Regions from separate parts of the Triticum aestivum genome. Here region 2 is linked to region 1. A link is a contact called in public Hi-C data. All regions are on one chromosome and are shown on one strand. The core of a region is the stretch at or near the end of the contact, and the rest is flanking DNA. Distances in the headings are between cores, read along the strand shown. Region 1 has its middle 35 kb from the start of LOC123131966. Region 2 holds the start of LOC123131966 (aquaporin PIP2-5).

Region 1 (2,700 bases), core at 185-2,684:
CTAAGAGACTGGTGGATGATGGCATCTTCACCGTCGATGGCGGCATCTTCGCCGCGTGGTTTGCTGAGGCGGGGCGCTGGTTGCTGTTTGGCAACGATGATGGCGTCGAGAGGAGCTTGGGTCGCGGCGTGGTCTTCGGTAGTCGGTTCTTCCCGACGTGTCCGAGGTGCTCTTCCGTGGTTGCTTGGTTGCTTTGAAGTCGGAGCTGCGATGGAGCGATTCCAGGTGGTGACGATGACAGACACTCGGCGGTCGTTTGCGGAGGGCACGGTCGGCGCAAGTCCTGCATATTTTCCTTCTGTTTCTCGTCGTCGAAGTCGGAGCTGTCGGTTGCTTGCGAGTGTGGCCATCTGTTGGCATGTGCCGCCGTGGATTCTGTTCCATGTCGATGGCCAGGTTGGCCGGTGGTGCCCATGTCATGTGGGTTGTGTTGTATCGATTTTAACCCGATTTTTCATTAATTAACCGGGCAATTCTTTTATTTTTAATCAATGAAAATGGCAAGTCTTTTGCCTCGTTTCAAAAAAAGAAATGCTCCCAAGCTATGAAGCAACGCAAAGGACATTTGCCTAACGATGAGACTAGATGCCTCAGCCTTGCTATTGTGTTTTTATTTATTCCAGATGATATTATGCTAAATTGCAAGTGTTTATTTCCGTGATACCATAGTGTCACTAGCATTGCTAATTTATGTAGTATGTAGATGTCCGATGGCCTTATTATGGATCGGTTCGTGCATTTGGGCGATGTGTTTTTTATTTATTATTAAGATGTCCCGGTAACTCGTTGCGCTGAGCTTTTCCATTTGTTAGATTTAAATTTGATCTTGGAGACGCTATACTCATTATCTCTTTCTTGGTTTACCCCGCGCTTTAAGCAATGACTCTACCCTTAATTTTATTCCTGGATTAAGTAGCGCATGACATGGATATGAAGGGAGAAGCAAGACTGCTTGGTTGCGACAGGTTCTTGCGTGATGTATGCATGATTGGTTCTATACGTGGCTACGTGGCCTATGTCTGGCCCGAGTCGTGTATGTGTCTGACATCATGCATATAGATAGATCTGGTCTGATGAAGTGCTTTCAAATATGTATTCTTTCAATTTTACAATGTAGTGTGTCCGCGTTTTCCGAGATTCAAGTTTGATTGTAAATTTAACTACTGAGATCGACTGCGGCAGGAGCAAAAAATATACAACTGAATTCGTATTTTCGATATGAATTTAGTGATACAATTTTTGTCCCTGTCACAGTCAGTTTGTTGATTAATTTATGATTAAAATTGGATCTTAAAAAGCGTGAGGGCGTTACATTGTGAAAGGAAGGGAGTACTGTCCCCGCAAAAAGAAAAGGAAGAGAGTACTGTACTGTCGACCGCACGTACGTAGACAGACCGAGGAGTAGTACTAGTAAACTGCGAAATGCATTGGATGCTGCGTACACAGTGTTAGTGAAAGGTACGCCCGCTGCAGTGCTAATTTGTCACCACCTATGAACACCATGAATGCACGCATCAAATTCATTCAGTTAGGACCCCGCAACCTGTGCTAGACAAGTACGTGCGTACGGTCATTGTTCCCTGACTCTCGATCGAAACCCGTCCATGCATGGTAGCCACACGTACGTACGTATCCAGTGGCGAAGCCAGAAACTCAATATAGAAGGGGCCAAGCATGTTATATAATGCTAAACAGGGCTAAATCATCTAAATTTTGCTAATTTTTTTTGACAAATGGAGGATTAAGAACACATATAGTTGTATTTCTGAAAGCATAGAGGGGCCTTGGCCCTTGCCAGCACCCCCTACCTCCGCCACTGTACGTACCTATGTACCGTAGTAACATTATTTCCCAATTATGCGAGTCAAAATTACCATGTGCCTTGTATGAAATGCATGATTTTCACTCCTCACGCTTTTGCAGAAAACTACAACACCGCTTTTTAGGGTAGCAAGGTCGTCGAGTACACCTCCGTTAGGGTTGAGGGGTAAGGCGGATGACATGAAGGTGGCAACAAGGAGGTAGTGAGGTTGAGAATCGTAACCAGTGATGTCGTGAGTGGTGTAGAAGAGGGAGGACCAATTGGCTTCATCTCCACTCGCCTCCAACGGGTCATGGTGGAAACCTCGTAATTGTGCCCCACCCCCGACTCTTCACGCCCTACCGCATCAAGGGCACCAATATCCGCCCCTAGAAATACTTTGAATGTGCATGTGTGAGGGTCTCAAGCGTGTTCAAGTATTACCGTGAATGTGTCATCTAATATTGCTGCGGCTTGCAATAAACCGTCCTATAGAAAAGGAAGAAAAACAAAAGTATGGAAGGCTCGGCAAGATTTTATAGGTGTACATGATCCACAATTGGTAGTTGTGCTATTTCAAATCGTTGGCTATTGACTATGTTGCATTTGTGATTTAGTATGTCGAAGTTCTGGTTCTGTATTCTTGTGGATTACTACAATGCAATGTGATCATTGTGACAATTCCAAAAACCTAGAAAATTATATTGTTAGAATGCTCTCAAAGCTAGAAATTTTGAAAAACATTCCAGCAAATCATTCAATTCATTGCCCAGTTTGGTAAAGTTTAAGATTAAATTTACTTACAGTATGAGAGATACTTGCTATTTTATTTTAAGTTCAAATTTTGGTTCAAAATTCAAATGTGACAGAAAAATTAAAAGCATTCGAGTAAATCAAGA
Region 2 (2,700 bases), core at 192-2,691, 35 kb before region 1:
AAAAGCGAAGGTTCACTGAGTAGCATTACCAATAATATTTAGGACAATTTGGCAAATAAGAAGAACCACTTGTCTATGCCTTTTTTCATGGAGTTATGATCCTCGTGACATGGTCACATGGAGTACCATCTGAATTTGCATGAATGCCTACATTTCCAAGGACAGGATCCCTAGTCTCTGGTGTCGTTTCTTACATCGTCAGAGCCCTCTCAGATTGAGTTATGATCCTCGTGATAATATTTATTAAATTTACATTTTTACAGCTTGTCAAAAAAGACATTATCAACCAGAAAAGCAGTACTGGTGTCGTTTCTTACATCGCCAGAGCTCTCTCAGATTGATTACCATCACCTCTTGGTGTGTGTGGCTCCATCAACAGCCGAGGCGTCGGAATCCATTGTCGAAGTTGAAGTGTGGCTTGGCGGCGGCACCGCCCCTGAGGATGTACTGGTGGTACGCCATGGCCACGGCGGCGCCGGAGAACGGCCCGACCCAGAAGATCCACTGCTCGCTCCACGCCTTGCTGTTGTTGTACACCACGGCGGCACCCAGGCTCCTCGCCGGGTTGATCCCGGTGCCGGTGACGGGGATGGTGGCCAGGTGCGCCACCACCACCGCGAACCCGATGAGCAGCGGCGCCAGCACCGGCACGTGGGTGTCCCGCGCCATGCGCTTCGGGTCGGTGGCCGAGAACACGGTGTACACGAGGACGAAGGTGCCGGCCGCCTCGGCCAGCAGCCCCCCCGCCTTGGAGTACCCCGGCGCGACCTCGTTGGCGCCGCCGCCGTAGAGCTCGTAGTACCGCGCGCCGTGCACGGCCCTGACCATCGCCGCGCCGCAGATGGCGCCGAGGCACTGCGCCGACGTGTAGAGGAAGGCGCGGGGGAGCGACAGCTTCCTCGCCAGCAGCAGCCCGAACGTCACGGCGGGGTTGACGTGGCCGCCGGAGATGCCGGCGGTGCAGTAGACGAGGACGGCGATCATGCCGCCGAAGGCCCACGCGATGCCCAGCACGCCGGCGCCGCTGCACGCTTCCGCGTCCGTCTGCCGCTTGTGGCCGATCACGGTGGCGACGGAGACGTAGACGAAGAGCAGACTGGCCATGAACTCGGCGATGATGGCGCGGTACAGGGACCACTGGCCAAGCTCGCTGGCGTCGAACAGCCGCACCGCCGGAGGGTCGAGGTAGTCCTTGGCGACGCCGATATCGTTGTTACCATGGGCCTCTCTACTCTGCTTGCCCTGTGCAGCGCCGGCCATGTCGATGTCGATCGACCTCTAGCTCAGCTGATTAATTCGGGAAGAAAAGAAGAGATCGATGGATAGAAATAATTAAGAATCGGCTAAGTATTGTGTCCATAACCTGCTGGCAAAGATGCTTCTATATATAGAGAGGAACCACAAGGCAGACGTGGTAAGCTATCTTCAAAAGAATCCAAAGAGAGGAAGGCCACTTATGCCCTAGCAGACACCATTTACAAACCACAAGCACCATTTACTCACAAGCCAAAGGCTCTCTTTTTTCTTTTTCTTGAAAAGACACCCAAAGGGCATCCTATGTCTGGTAGTAATTATCAAGCAAACCGGTAGCTAGTGCAATGAAAAAAGAGAGCCTTTTTTTTGCAAGAGAAATTTCCAACCTATTCATCAATCAAGGCAGTACATAGAACACTTAACCTTTGACGGCCAATAATCCTTAATTTTAAAAAGTAACACATTAGTCATTTTTTTTAATTTGACCAAATTTATAGGGGAAAAATATCGACATCTACGATACCAAATGATAGATATATATCAGTACAGATTTGATATTATTGTAGATGTTGATATCTTCTCTATATAAGCCTGATCAATCTTTAGAGAATTTGACTGAACACAAAATTTATACGACTATGTTTTGAGAAGGAGGTTGCATTATTTTAAATATTTGGATTCGAAACATGGAAATCATATGTGTTGAGTGACTAAAAGTCTGTTAGAACATTATCAATAGTTCCTCACGTTATTTACATATATAGTACAATACCCAAAATAGTGCTCAAATTTCTTGCATAACTAATTTTTAAAATTTGGCCAAGTTTGCAAAGAAAAATTATCAACATACACCACACCAAATGATAGATATATTCATACTGATTTGGTATTGCTGTAGATGTTGATTTTTTTTTGTGTATAAGCATGATCAAAGTTTATGAATTTGTTGACTAGGACAAAATTTATATGATTTATGTTTTGAGAAGGAGGGGGTATTCAAATATTTAAAGTGAAAACTTGGAAATCATATGTGTTGAGGGACTAAAAGTATTTCTTTCTTACTTAAATGCATACCACAATATCCATGATAGTGGTCAAAATTATAATATATATTAATATCGAAAGTATTGAGTCAACTCTGCATAGTTCTTAGTTGCCCTGCATTCTTACCGTGGTAATACAAGGTATAATTTTGCATATCTAGCTTTGTTACGAATTCTACCTTAGTCATCGGTTAGTCTTTGATAGCTACAACAATATCAATCATTCGGTGGTCTCGATTGTGTGCCTAGCTGGTACTCCTTTTTTCTCTGCATATAAGATTTTGTCTGAAGTCAAACTTCGTAAAGTTTGGCCTTATTTGTATTAAAAAAATGTCAACATCTATAATACTAAAGTAATACAATATAAAAACTAAATTTATTATGCATCTAATGATATTAATTT

Evidence for each region. A called contact is a pair of places that touch in the nucleus more often than the background predicts.
Region 2: a contact with region 1 is called in a Hi-C map of an unstated tissue, with 5 times the contacts expected there. The contact joins the promoter of LOC123131966 here to the enhancer-like site in region 1. A contact is called at or near these places in 2 of 5 Hi-C or Micro-C datasets (leaf and an unstated tissue).

What each region holds. Positions count from the first base shown.
Region 1 is chr6A:54,609,720-54,612,419 of IWGSC CS RefSeq v2.1, reverse strand. No RefSeq gene overlaps it. Among protein-coding and RNA genes, the nearest start is that of LOC123131966, 35 kb to the left of the region's middle. Within about 2 kb of position 1,434, at least 3 of the 8 cell types and tissues checked have an H3K27ac peak or open chromatin away from gene starts, as enhancers often do. A contact at or near this core is called in leaf, where this site is marked.
Region 2 is chr6A:54,645,092-54,647,791 of IWGSC CS RefSeq v2.1, reverse strand. LOC123131966 (aquaporin PIP2-5) reads right to left here and starts at 1,441. Exons shown (of 1, transcript XM_044551703.1): 1 at 57-1,441. The coding sequence starts at 1,260. The coding sequence ends at 373.